Linked DNA regions of Mus musculus: regions 2 and 3 are each linked to region 1. The links are chromatin contacts, called in public Hi-C and HiChIP or PLAC-seq maps. All regions are on one chromosome and are shown on one strand. Each heading gives the region's core, a stretch centred on a gene start, on an enhancer-like site or on the middle of the called end of the contact. The rest is flanking DNA. Distances are from core to core; before and after follow the strand shown.

The links. A called contact is a pair of places that touch in the nucleus more often than the background predicts. HiChIP or PLAC-seq counts read pairs in DNA pulled down with a chosen protein or histone mark.
Region 2: a contact with region 1 is called in an H3K4me3 HiChIP or PLAC-seq map of neural tube, with 10 times the contacts expected there. The contact joins the enhancer-like site here to the promoter of Mir124-2hg in region 1. A contact is called at or near these places in 10 of 39 promoter capture datasets (the 3T3-L1 cell line, the HPC-7 cell line, cranial neural crest and 5 more), 1 of 484 Hi-C or Micro-C datasets (stem cell-derived motor neurons), 12 of 115 datasets of contacts at active chromatin or transcription factors (SST interneurons, VIP interneurons, differentiating embryonic stem cells and 9 more) and 1 of 9 other capture datasets (embryonic stem cells).
Region 3: a Hi-C map of cerebellum shows a contact between it and region 1, with 2.1 times the contacts expected there. The contact joins the enhancer-like site here to the promoter of Mir124-2hg in region 1. A contact is called at or near these places in 7 of 39 promoter capture datasets (the 3T3-L1 cell line, the C10 cell line, cranial neural crest and 3 more), 5 of 484 Hi-C or Micro-C datasets (brain, cerebellar granule neurons and cerebellum) and 9 of 115 datasets of contacts at active chromatin or transcription factors (PVALB interneurons, astrocytes, embryonic forebrain and 6 more).

Annotation. Positions count from the first base shown.
Region 1 is chr3:17,787,331-17,792,113 of GRCm38.p6, reverse strand. Mir124-2hg (Mir124-2 host gene (non-protein coding)) reads right to left here and starts at 2,193. Exons shown (of 3, transcript NR_033490.1): 1 at 1,934-2,193.
Region 2 is chr3:16,845,068-16,849,850 of GRCm38.p6, reverse strand. No RefSeq gene overlaps it. Among named protein-coding and RNA genes, the nearest start is that of Gm42184, 15 kb to the left of the region's middle. Within about 2 kb of position 2,475, at least 10 of the 459 cell types and tissues checked have an H3K27ac peak or open chromatin away from gene starts, as enhancers often do. A contact at or near this core is called in neural tube and stem cell-derived motor neurons, where this site is marked.
Region 3 is chr3:17,001,267-17,006,049 of GRCm38.p6, reverse strand. It overlaps Gm42185 (a long non-coding RNA gene), which reads left to right. Exons shown (of 2, transcript XR_880672.3): 2 at 2,549-3,379. Among named protein-coding and RNA genes, the nearest start is that of Gm42185, 66 kb to the left of the region's middle. Within about 2 kb of position 2,774, at least 4 of the 459 cell types and tissues checked have an H3K27ac peak or open chromatin away from gene starts, as enhancers often do. A contact at or near this core is called in cerebellar granule neurons and cerebellum, where this site is marked.

The DNA.
Region 1 (4,783 bases), core at 944-3,443:
CAAGCTCCAGTGCTTTGGAAAATTTTAAGTCAATGTGTTTCTTCATTAATTTGACTTCTTAACTTTTTAAGATTATATAAAAGGAGGAGAATAGTATGTGAGCCCCATTTCTTCTTCATTCAGCTGTTTTCATTTTTTTTCTGTATTTCTCACCAAATGAAGTACCAGAATCAAATGGGGAGAGGGCTACATTTCATTATTTCTGAACTGACAAACGATCGCTCAATGCACCTATACAAAGATCTTTAATAAATAGGATATAAAATTTTCATCTGCCCACTTTGTCTCACCCTCTCCCCTCTGGCTAAGAAAAGTAACACAGAGCTCTTTAGTCTTGTAGAGTCATCTTTGTTTACTTTTGAATATGGCTTAGCTAGACCAAGAAAATTTATAAAATTGATACTCCAAGGAAAAAGAGAGAAAGAACGGAACAATACTCCTCTGGGAGATCGTCCTGTCTCTATTGTATCTTCATACAGCTGTGGGCAGTGTAGATAGCTATCTCACATCTACAATGAGCCAATTCTGAAGAATCCCCCTACTAACCCCAGCACTTTCTATGGCAGTGAGGACAGCATGATGATGAAGTGACTAAGGCTTCTTACTCAGTAGTTCTTTGCCCCAATACCAATAGCATTTCATCTTAGGTTTAAAAAAATCTAAAGACTGACACAGTAGAGTAAAAATAATCTTGTCCTGTGATTCTCCCAGGGATGACTGGAGAAAGGAAAAAACACAATACACTACCCCACCCCCAAATGATTGGTGGTTTTTTGTTTTGTTTTGTTTTGTTTTCATTTTCTGCAGGTTATCAGAGGAGAGGTATTATTTTCATGTATGTGTATAACCACACACTTATGATCTAATGCCCTCTAGAACTACAAATCTTTAAAGGGCACCGACCAGTACAAATTGTTTCTATTCAAATATCTGGACAGCAGGGAAACAGACCCTTGGTTTCAAAGCAAGGTCCATACCCACCGGGCCAAGGGGCCCAGCCATAGCCGCTTCCGCTTTTGCTTTTCTGGGTATAAGAGGGCTGATTCTTGCTCCTGCCCCTCAAAGTATTGAAAACTTGGGAAATCCTTGTACCGGAAGAAAATGGCCTAAACACAATAGGACTCGCCATTTTCTACTTGCGAAGCACAAAGCGCTTGGCGCTGCCTGCTACACAAAGGAAGCATGGGCCGCAGAATTCTTGCATATTTTCAAGAGGCTAGAAAATATCTTCCGCGAATGGCAATTTATATTGTTTGGTCACACACACACACACACACACACACACACACACACACACACACACACACACACACACACAGAGGCATCCTCACTTAGCCCTGATGTCTAGAAGATCCCAGCTTTAAGGTTTAAGTTAAAAACAAAACAAAACAAAACAAAAACGCAGGAAAGGCTCGGTTCCAGAAGCAGCGCTCAGGGCCGTGTTAATCCTCCCAAGACAACGGGTGTTAGCGGTGGGCAGCAGAGGGCTCTAAACTAGGTGTGTTGTTGTGGGGATGGAGGCCCATCATCTCCCAGTCTAAGATCTCTCCTTTTGACTCCATCCTGTCCCCAGAGCTCGTCCGGTAGCTCCGTAGTCCTACCCTTTGAGCGACAGGAACCAATCTTTCAGCGAGGATGTTAAGCTGGCAGCAACTCTTAAGGATGCTCAAAGCGCGGGAAACCCTGATCTGTGCGCCTCCCCTGCCCCCAGCCCACTGCTACAATCCACAGCATAATAACAGGACTCTATTACTAGCCTAGGTAAAATGCTGCAGCTTAGGTACAGAAAAACAAAACAAAACAAAAACAATGCAGGAAGCCCCTACAAATAAAAACATACAGACACAGGCAGCAACTCTGCTCACAATAGGAACACTCAGTTCACCGCGCGAAGCAGAGCTTAAAAACCCAGGAAAAGACAGACAGTACTTACAGCAGGTGAGTCCTTGAATAATCCATGGTCAGGTCCTTCGGTTTGTTAGTCTGTGCTTTAAAAAAAAAAAAGTATATACATCTCTGTGTATTTGATTTTTACATAGCTTCCATCGTTGTGAAGGAAAGAAAAAAATCTTGAAGACTTGAGAGCATGGGGGAGGGGGCGGAGATTTTCATTGTCTACGCTCTGCACACGCAGCCCAAGATATTGCTCTGTGGAGCTCCTTCCACTTTCTGCTTGAAATTCAGAAGCTTTCTACTCAGCAAAGAAGGAGTTTGGCACACACCCCCTGCCCCTGTATTTCTCCTCTCCTCTCCTCTCCTCTCCTCTCCTCTCCTCTCCTCTCCTCTCCTCTCCTCTCCTCTCCTCTCCTCTCCTCTCCTCTCCTCTCCTCTCCTCTCTCTGTCACTCACCCTCTTGCTCTTCTAAAGCTAGTGTTCTCTCTCTCTCTCTCTCTCTCTCTCTCTCTCTCTCTCTCTCACTTTTTTTTCAAAAGAGGGCAGGTCGCTTCCTGCATCCCAATGAGTTAAATCAGGCACTTCTTCTCATGCATCAGCAGCCTCTTTAACAATCCGAGAGCTGCAGGCACAAAAGAGCATTTAGCTGCCTCCAATTTGTGTAGAAGGCCTGCCCTTAATTTGTTTGAGGAGTATAATTAAATCATGAATTTCACGAAATATAAAAATACAAAATTCCTAACCTCAGCTAGTGAACCGCTAATGGTAACCTTTAAAAACAAATCTCTCCTCATGTCCCTGTTCTTAGCCAGACCGAGAACATCTCAGATACGCAAGAAGACAAGAGTTCGGACTCAAACCTAGCATGCCTTCTCCATTTACACGTCAAGGTCACACTGATAACATCCCTCAGTGCTCTAAATGAGAGCCTTTCTATTTCTTTCCTTTTAAAAAACAATAATATTCTGAATTTTTAAAATTGCCTCAGGAAGAAATTAAGTCATTTGGGAAAATCTGCTGGACTAAATAAAAACGTAAGTATGTTCTTAATATGAAATAGGATCAGAATTTGCTATACAGACACTAGGTTGAGGAGTTCTACAAATAGGCCTTGCTCGGGAGAATGTTTTCAACTTTTCCAGGCAGGACTCTGTGGTCAGTGAAGTCTGAGTTCCATGGGTTTTGATCATGTTTCTTCCAGCCACAGAGTGGGCCTTATGGGACATCAGAGCCAGAGCCTATCAAGCTTGCTGAGTCCCAGAGGGCTTCTGATAAGGAAAATGCTGCTTGTTGTTGGGAGCAGGGGTTTGGCTCCCACTCCTTTAAGTAGGTTGGGGCGCAAAAAGCAACTCTGCATTCCTGCAGTTTCTCTTTCAGAAAGAATCCAGACCAAGCCATTGCTCTACCTCAATGAAGGTGGTGGGGTGGCAAGGCCACCTTCCTCTCTCACTCACCTGCCACCCCCCCCTCCCCCAAGGCCACTGCTAGGAAGATACTTAGGAGTGTTTTTCTCCTTCCTAGTGCTCCCATCTTCTGGGAAATTGTAGAATCCCTTACCACAAAAAACTTTGAATTGTCAGTAATTTGCTGCTAAGTCTACTGTCAGCTCCTACCCCCATTTCTCATTCTAACTCTAGTCAAGAACCCCCCACACTGGAACACTGGAGAGGTGCAACTTCAGTACTACCCAATGGGAACAAAACATGTCACCACTTCCTGACTGTAAATGTTCACTCTGATACTCTAAGTCACCCTGGGCGTTTGAATTAGGCCATGTTTCACCCTGAGCACAGAGCTAAGTGAACTGGGCTATAACTGAGCTGTACCTCTGTCTGCTTGAAATATCCAACAAGCGTTCCTACGAAGATACTTGGAAACGTAAAACAAAATATGAAATAAAACATTCTAAAGAAAAGATACGTTCTTGTGTGTTTGTAAAACATGTTTGTAAAGTGCTGAGTGGGGGCTGGAATTACTTGACAAAATATCATTTCTGTGCCTGGAGTCCAGACAGAAAGCAGGTCTAAAGGTCGGTGTTTTTTATCGGGGCAGAGGACTTTGACTTGGGGAGGCACTAGGTACATCATTTTCCTTCCCTGTATCTTTTCACTGATCATGTTCATTCTATCCGTTTTCAGTTTATTGACCTGGGATGTGTGATTGCTAAAGATCCTCAAGGACTTGCCTGGCCCGTGGAGGGGCCAGGTCAGAGTGTTCAGTGCATCCCGCCCACTACGGGGAAGTTGCAGTGCTTAGCTTTGGTTAGCTAGCAGAGATGGCTCAGTGGGGTGGCGACTTCAGACCACCCAGTACAGGTACTTGACCCAGCCTCTTCTTCTCCAGTTCTGGCAATACTAGCTTTGCCCCGGAGCTCTAGGAAGGCCTTAGGACTGTATGAAAGCTGACCTCACGTTTCCTAGGTATGGGCCTCTCCTGCATACTTCGCTATCCTAAGAAACACCTGCCAAGGAAAACTCAAGAATCTGAGGCTACTGCCGGAACATTTGCTCCCGGATTTCACTCCCCGTCTACCCAAGAAAGATGGACAGACAGATACAGCCATGGCCTCCAGGCAGCTCAGGGGATGGAAAACACAGAGTTGGATCCTGCAAAGTCCTTCCAAAGGAGCCTTTATATTTAGACACCTTTAACTCTTGATCCGGATCTCCTACCTACTTCGGTTGAGCAACCAAAGCCAGTGATTGCTTTCTAACCCGGGATAAGAGGGTTTCTCTGCAATGCGAACCTCTTACTGCCCTGCACACCTCATAGCTAGAGCTAGCTTATGAAAACGAAACCCAACTCATTGCCAGAAGTTGTTGCTAATTAGTGGATAATAAACTTCTGTAGCCAGGGCACAAAAGTCTTTTTAAAGTGCAAAGGTGTTCTT
Region 2 (4,783 bases), core at 1,226-3,725, 940 kb after region 1:
ACACTCATACATCTTGTTTCTTGTAGGCCAATGAGAAACATATGGGATCACTCATCTGAAACCATTTTTAATTCTCTAGCAGCCATAGTAAAAAGATTTTAGCAGTGAATCCTGGTGTATTTAACACATACATTCCTGGAAACTTTACCCAAGTATCACTTTCCAAAAAACAACAAGCATTTGTTATAGGAATACATGAGCATTTAAAGAAAAGCTACTAGCAGGAATTTTAAGAGGTTCAAATATAGTGTTATGTACAATGTTAGAAGAAAGGACAGAAACTTCATAATGGGAAAGCCTGGTTTTAAGAATTTTGCCTTTTACCCTGATATAGCTGTCTCCTGTGAGGCTTTGCCAGTGCCTGGCAAATACAGAAGTGGATGCTCACATTCATCTATCGGATGGAACATAGGGCCCCCAATGTCGGAGCTAGAAAAAGTACCCAAGAGCTGAAGGGGTCTGCAACCCTATAGGTGGAACAACAATATGAAATAACCAGTATCCTCAGAGCTCCTGTCTCTAGCTGCATATGTAGCAGAAGATGGCCTAGTCAGCCATCATTGGGAAGAGAGGCCCTTGGTCTTGCAAACTTTATATGCCCCAGAACACCATGGTCAAGGAGTGGGACTGGGTGGGTAGGGGAGCAGGGGTTGGGGAGGGTATAGGGGATTTTTGGGATAGCATTTGAAATGTAAATGAAGAAAATATCCAATAAAAAAAAGGAAAAAAAAAGAATTTTTGCCTTTTAACCGATAGCAACCACCACTTAAATGTCACTCCTGACTGTGGATGCGCCCTTTTGCTCACACTGCTGTTTTTGAGTATCTATTGAGATAATCCAAGTGAAAGTAGACTAATCTATAAGTATTCAATGCAATACTTATAGAAATATTCAATGTCAATATAAAATATCAATATTCATTAATATTTTTGTACATGCAGACATTTTTAAAATTATATCCTCATTATGAGATCCAGTTCTTCTTTGATGAAATGAGTACTTTTAAGATCTTTAAAAAAGACTTTATTAACATGATTCCTGGATCTATACAACCTCTATTGTTGTCTTTTATATTTCTTATTTATCTTCACAGTACTTACTTGAAAACTCCTTTAAAAATATGGGTTTGTGGATTACTGGTTTGATTCTTCAAATCGTGACCTGTAACAATCTGAAACATTTCTTACCATTTCTGATCATCCCAGAGCATTTATTAAACTCTGGTCCTCTGTGCCATCTCAGTCTAACTCCCACCAGTCTGGGCATAATATGCAATTCTATTAAGTTTCCCTCCAAAATATCTCACCATAAAAGCTTCTCCCAAGTACAAGACATACAGGCACTACACAGCCTTCTTCATCTTTTGTGGTTTCATGTCCACGCAGTCTCATGTCCCCACTTCTATATAGAAAAAAAAAAAAAAATCTTTCCTTTGTTTGTAGACATGGCTGCCCCACTTCTCAGTTCCTTAAGGTCACTTTCACAGAACCTTTCAGTGTTTCTCCCAAATAATTTCAGTGTCACACAAAGTAACTTCTACACACAGCTATAATAAACACGCTTCTTTCCCACCACAGTTATTTGTAGTTGGTTGTCTGACTCTCCAAATAGCATCTCAGCTCCATATGGGACTGCCCCTGCTGTGTTTATCACTAGATTCTCACTCCACCTCTAAATGTTCATTAAACACTATTACTCAAGTTAATAAGTATGAGTGGACAGCATAAAGGGGGTGTCAGAAAACGCAATGTGTTACAGATATATGAAGATTAACAGGGATTTTCTATGAAATTCAATTTCCCTATTTATATTTGCAAATGTACTTTCTCGCAATCTTTCCAAGTTCCCGAAGAAGAAATAGGAAAGAAGAAAAAGCAGAAAGAAAAGAAATGAAAACAATACAGAACAAAACTTTATTTAATGGTCAACTTGTAGACTGTATTGTATTCACTGATGACATTTGCTGTTTTCTTCTAGGAATTAAATAGCATGCCAATTTACTGTATTTATGTAGAAAGTCAACTCTGGCTCCAGGGTTTCTATATATTAGTAAGAAAATACTGAAAAAAAAAACCCAAAGCAATAAAATAAAGTATGAATATCACAGAATTTCTGAACATATATGTAGTTTTATTATTTTGTGTTGCTTTAACAGATTGGACTGCTACTGATTGGCCCAGGTGTAAAAATCGATAAAATCCCCTTTGATCCCTATTAGATTTTAGAGTCCTTTCTAGTCTCTGATTGGAACTAAATGAAAATCCAGAGTGCATGGTATATGGCCTTTTCTATGTACAATAAAGAAACCCACCAAATGGCTCAATAGACTTTAATATTATGGGGAAACGCATCTGCCATTTGGTCCACTTTTATTCTGATGAGATGGTTTGGGGTCAGCGCACAGTTGCAGATCCTAAATGCAAATCATGGCATGATCCCAGCTCACGGAATTACATCAGCGCTTTTGATGAGAGAACAGAATCAATACAGAGGTCAAAAGTGCAGCACTGGGAGGAGAGCCATAATCAGGCACAGGGATTCCCCAAGACTGCAATTCCCCTGATGGAAAGGCACAGTTGCAAGAGCTTTCTGAATGTGGAGAGGCTACCTACACAAAGAACTGGCTCACAGAGGGTTTTTCTTTCCCCCTACTCCTCTCTGTACCAACATGATTGCATTGTGAAGTTTGCTAACAAAATGCTGATATATAAGACAAAACTTCTAGGAAATCAATATTAAGTAATTGCCTAGGCTACACTGGAAGACAAAAGAATCTTGCATATTACCCTTCTTCACTTCTAGAGGGAAGCAAACCATGGAGCTCACAGAACTGAGCTATTCTTATTGTGCATAATATACCTTTATATACCAGCAGGAGCACAAGTCATTTCCTTCCCCACTGCTCACTATACACTGATTTCACCTCTTCTATATGCATTTTTTTTTTTTTTGTCCAAGACTGATGCCCTTAAACACTATGCACCTGTCAGGTCCTGGATATCCCTTACCTGGCATCCAAAGGGAGTACTTACAAATGAATAGCTTGTTCCCACAGTAAATAGCTCCTTGTGGCTGTGTAGCTTGATAAGTTTAAGGAATAGAGCACAATATCAACCACACTGCATTTTCCATAAAATGATGTCTGACAGAATGCACTGCTCAATTTATTTTTATACTGAATGAATCAGCGATGAGGCGAAACAGATACCAGAGGCCCATTGTTATTACAATGCTTAGGAAAAATGATTTTTGTACCCAGCAATATTAAGAGCCAAACTATCAAACCAAATATCAATATAACACATATGTTTTCTTATACTTCAATGGCCAGAATTGTTCTTTTATATAACTTTACACAGTCACAACATAATTCTTTGCATTCAAAGCTTAATTTATCCCTCCTGAACTAAGGAAAATAAAACAATATTTATCTTTAGGGTCATAGCTCTGTGTCTACTATGATTTGGTCCCAAAAAGTTATTTCAAGCTTATACAGCAAAGCAATGACCTAGGAAAAAGGAGTTAAGTTGTCAAATGCATGACTATAATACATACTTTATATAGTATCTTTTTACTGCTGTTTTAATAAAAATAAATATTAGAAAATATTTTAACAGACATGATTTTTTTGAAACTATTTTAAGGCTAAATTCTTTCATCCTCATTCATTCCCAAGCTAGTAGATTTAAAGATTTAGTAGTAGAAAAGAAATAAGCATGAAAACCAAGCTACAACTACAAAGGAATTATGCCAAAGTGTTTTGGGTGAAATTGTCTTGGACAATAAAAAGGACGTGGGTTTACAATACTGATGCTGAAAGGCATACTCAAATTATTAGAAATATATTAATTTTACATAATTGTTCCTTTGCACTTCATGATAGAAACAGAAATCCTGTTAAGGATAGTTCAACTATGTCTTTAACCACATTAGTTCAGTAACATGTTGAAATTGGAAGATGAAAGGCTATTGCTTTATTTACATAAATATAAGCAATAAATGAGCAATTTCTGAGTTGAACCAAATCAATACACACTGCATTATCATGTTGACCCCCTTTTTGGGGGGGGGTCAATAAATGTGTGAATCCTCAGAATGATATACCATTCAAACCAGAGTCAAGACTCCATGTCCCCAGGGATGTTTCACTCTCCTTTATTTACTGTCTCAGGCTGGCTGATGAATCTGTGGTAATGTTACTTGAGGGACTGTAGCACTTGTAACAGAAAAAGATAGTCACTTTGGCGATCCATTCAGAGGATGCAGCTGGGAAGGGTTATTTTGTGTGGTCTTCTTCATCACAGAAATGAACCACAAAGCGGAACATTCTCACTTTTCAGCATAGCATCCTGATAGGAAAACCAAGCAGATAATTTAATAACAACCAGAAATTTGGCACAGATAAAGATATCACAGTCACAGAGACTTCGTAAAATTTTGCCATTTGCCAACAAATTGTGCCTTTCTGCCAGGATATTACAAACTTGTGGGAAGCCCATTTGTTTCTTTTCCTTATTAATAAGTCATGATGCAAGCAATTATGTGACATTGTCTCAAAGTACCTTAAGAAATTTTATCAGCAAAGGATATAGAAAGAACAGAAATTGCAGTTCTGGCAGCTTATAAGCAAAGAAAGCAATACCACTGTTTTGTGACTAAATCAAGATTGGGGTGTGTCTATGTGTAATCCTGAATTACTAGGAAATTGTTATCCACTATACAAATTAGGGTTAGATAAAATTAACTAACATTTATTGATTTCCTATAAATTAAGACTATTCA
Region 3 (4,783 bases), core at 1,525-4,024, 790 kb after region 1:
AATCTCAGAGGTTTTCCCTTTTATAATATAATCTTTATTTTACTCTGTAGCACTGAATGGTGTAGATCTGAAAAGGAGACATACATTAATTTTCTCAACATAAAATATAGAAGAATATGGTGTAAGTAAAAGTCTTTCAAACTTGGGAGTGGAATCCATGCAGTTTATGGAATGCCATTCAAGGATTTTTGTTTACTCTATTAAAAAACAAACATATAGATCTTGAAGAAAATAAGTACTGTTGCTTTTCACATACTAAAAATCTGTAAGACACACAGATACTGAGAAATAAGAAATATTCATGGCTGGAAAAGCACCTAGCAACTTCCCAACATCTAAGAGGTTGGTTTGGTTTCTAAGATTTTTCAAAGATAGTAACTGTTCTGCCTTGGCCTTCTTCACACATCCCAGCCTGTCTCCTTGGCTTGCCACATTGTACTCAGAACTCTACTTTTGCCCCATGTAAGAGCCTTTGCATGCTTCTTTTCTCTGAAATCGTGTGCTTCTATATTTATGACTGGATTTCCCATGTTCTCTACTGCTAAATCACTAACACCTTAAGGATGATTTCCCCACTCTCCTGCTGGAAGGGAAGTGGAAAAGCCGGGCTGAGTCTCTAAATCTACTTAACTTTTTTTCATATAATTTTCAACTTTTTTATACAGTAAATGATTTTATGTTTTTATTTGTATATATCATTTGTTTTTTACTTTGGAATTTAGAGTCTAAGAGGGAATGAATTTTATTGGTCATAACCAATTTCAAAATATAGTCACTGTTTCTTTCCTTCCACGTTGCTGGAGCTGCTGTAGCCAACTATCACAGACTGGGTGATGTGAGCATAGAAAATATCTTCCACAGTTCTGGATGCTTGGATTCCAAGACGGAGTTGCTGACATGTCCGATATTTCCTGCACCCTCTTGCCTTACTTACACATGGATGCCTTTCCCCCATGTCCTCACACAACTTCTTGCTGAGTGAAGAGACCCTGGTACAATCACCTAGCAAAACTTACTGCAGCTTGAGAGACAAACTGCCTCAGTCAATTGATGATTACATTTTAATTATTCTTACTACTATGTTCAGAAACATGCAGAAGCTTATTTTATAAAGAAAAAGAAAAGATATTTGATACTTCTTATTGAGGCTCCAAATGTCTAGCAATGAGGTCTTATTGGTAAACCAACTATAGGCTCCACTAAACAATAATGGGAACACAAGCAAAACTCTACTGTTCATCTCTGCATTTGGTAGCAATGTTCTACTCATACATAACTTTGAAATGAATGAAGTCATATAAGGATTGATTTTCAACAATGACTCTCAGAAACATGACGTGATATGAGAGAAATCATTTTTCTTTCTGCATCATCAGTTAGAAAACTTCCATGCATCCGGTAAATCTTTTTACTTCTTAAACATACATTCAGATGCCCAATCTATATGCTGAACTATGAATTAAAATCAGCTATACAAAATGCTCACTCTGAAATGTGTGCCTGCCTGAGTCCCAATCTCCATTTCAGTGCTGGAATTGCTAAAATAATTAGTAAGACTGTTCAGTCCTAGGGTTAGCAACTTTTTCCTTCAGTGCTTTAATCCCAGGGCAAACATCTTTGAGATGCTAGATGCTAGAATTCAGTAAACAAAAAATAAATTTCTAGTTCCTTTGTTACTTTATTACAATTAACATATGCTACTTAATCATGTATTCCTCTAGGAGAAATCAGCTATTGGAAGAAAAATCTATTCCTAGGATCTGAATTCTGATTTTCACTATGGTACAAAGATCAAAGAGAATATGTTTTCTAATTTTTGAACATTACCAATGTTCATCATACTGCAAAATGGAATTACTTAGGGCTATTATGAAGTTTTGATCCTATAAACTGAAGGTCTTAATACAGGTACATAATTAATTGTAGACTATTTAATGTCTTTCAAATAAATTAAAAATAATAAGGCACCTGGTACTTGAGTTTTTATTTTAAATATTTCACCAAGTATAAGAAACTGTGTGATGTGTTTGAAATATCTAGTAGAGATACCTTACTTAAATTCAGCATTTTGTATTGTATTAAAACTGTATAGTTTATAATGTAAATAATATCTGTTGTGGTACATACAATTGGAGAGTTTATCATCAAGCAATATTTGTTAATTGCCAGGGAAACCAGAAACAATACACTGCTGCTAGGTCAGCATTTTGCCTGCCAAAATTTGAAAGAACAGTCATCATTAATGATTTTAATCTTTTGGTCAGTAATGTGTTCATAATGAAAAATTATTTCAATTAAAATGTAAAAAAAAATCATTCAAAGTGTGCAATGCTAAAGTATATAACTTGTGTTTTATTATTTTCCAAGAGTTGGGAGATTCTTGTGTAGTGGATTTATCCTGTATATTTATAATGTAGTACTGGGGTTTATTATTCAAGAATAACCTTCTCATTTTTGCAATTTCCTTATCATTCCGAAAGAAAACTCAATCCCTGATCATCTTTTCTCCTTTCCTAATGATCAATATATTTCATTCTTTCCATTACAGGACACTTTGATGAAGAGTCCATTTATAGAAAATTGAGACGCATATTCTCAGTGGATGAAGGCAACTGTATCATCTACATTTTCCATGACTCAGCCATGCCCTTTGTTCTTGGATGTGAAAATCTGTTTTCACACTCAGTTGGAAAGCCAGCATGGTTCGAACAGATGGCTGCTGACCTTCAGGCAATAGAGAGGGGAAGACATTCCCAACTGCTCTCTTTACTTTGGATAGTGATCTCATTTGGAGCAGCAGCCTGGAGAAGCAAACACCTGAAAAATAGACTCTCTCTTTGAACACTATGCTCTTCTGGATATCTGTTGTGAAACCCTAGGTTGCCATATTTTTATGATGTCGATGCCTTGTATCAGTTTCATGTCCATTATTCTTTATCTATTGAATACCAGTTCCTAACATTGTAATGCCTTCTAAGTTTAGAGGATATCTGAGTTCAGAAGCCATGGGGTATTGAGGTATTGAAATATCTTTTCTTATTTTTATAATCCTGCTCCTAGGATATGATAGACACAGAATGAATTTTTACAATGTAAATGATAGGAACTGTGTTGTGAATGATTATAAGATATTTGCATATTATGCACCACTCAGAAACGCAAAACATTGTTAGAATTATCTCATGCCATAATAAGAGCTTGATATAACTTAATAAATGGAAGAAATGGTGCATGAACTAGTGTGTCTGACCAACTCTAGTGTACAGTATTTAGTTAAAAATGTTTTAGACTTTTTCCTTTTCATTACTCTGAAAATATGGTTCAGCCAGGATTTAAACTATTCCTCAAAATAATAAAGTACTTTTTATTATAGGCTGTATTTGAGGCTCTAAGTCTACTCTTTTATTTACATGCTCAACATTCACAGCAACATGGAACACTTATCATTAAACATGCCTGAAAACTAAAAATGCTCATGAAGCTTGAAGGAGATCCCCATAATCTTTTTTCTCTGTCATTTCTGTCAGGTTATATTTTCAATCTGATTTGACCTGACATCTCTTACCAAGGACATCTGGGTGTGCTGCGTTATTGGTCCTCTGTTTATCTCTTGCCATCTAACTCAAGAAATAACTGACATTTTGCTGGACCTTGTCTTTAACTCTTGGGCCTGAAGGCATTAAATGAATAAAACAGGAATTAGGTCATCTGAGAATAAACATCCATTTATTGGGCCATAGATCAAGGGAAATCTCAAATGTGGCCTTTGTTATGGAGTATAGCTGACTCTAGTATTACATACATATTGATTCACAGATTAGCAGACTCTAGCATACTATGATGTAAACACAGTTCCTCTACAAACTATATTTACACTTTAGAATCAAAATGTTCTTTTCAAATTCTTTCACTTGACTTGTCATAAATCACCATCCGTCATGACACAGAGCACACTGGGATGATGGTTTTATGAGGACAGAGGGTGTGGGGTTGACTAAGTTGCTTTATGACAGGTCCGTGGCTGTTACCTGTTCATTGCCTTTACTCACTAGCACATACATGCTGGTCTTAATGGATAAAATTTTTAAACCAGAATGTGTCAAGATACATAATTTTCTTTCAATGCATTATATTTAAATCCTCCATAATAGAACCTTGGCATAAAGCTAAGAATTTTCTTTCTTGCCCTATGTCTTGTTTCTTCTGACTCATAGTTATCCATTCTACATATATTTACCATCAAGTACTTACTGATTTCCAAAAATGAAAAGGATTTTTATGTACTTGGTATTCACTCAGAAGAAAACCATTATAAATCATAAAGGCCTAACATTTTTATCTTGAGGAAAAACATAATTGGACTGAAGGTTATTTCCTGGGAACTTTTGAAAAAGCCAAATAACAGCTTTCCAACATATTTTGCATTAAGTATCTTCAAAGTGATGCATGAAAATAGCATCTGGCAATGGCTTGGTACAAGGGGTAACACGACCACAGTGCTTTAATGCATCTGTCTATACTTTAGACTCCATTCACAAATTTGTTTTGATGTACTTAGGGTATTTTTACTTGAATTTTTATTTATTATTTAACACAAACCTAGTCTTTTCATAGTCTTTGCTTTAAAACTAACACAATTGATATAAAACCTTTGTTGGGTTTTGAAGGAAATTAAGCCCTCAGTAATCTGAAATACCCAAAGCAACACAGTTTCTTTAAGTATATGTCTTGTTGTATTGTTAAGAAAACTCCCTTTATAATCCACCAACCTCACATTATCATT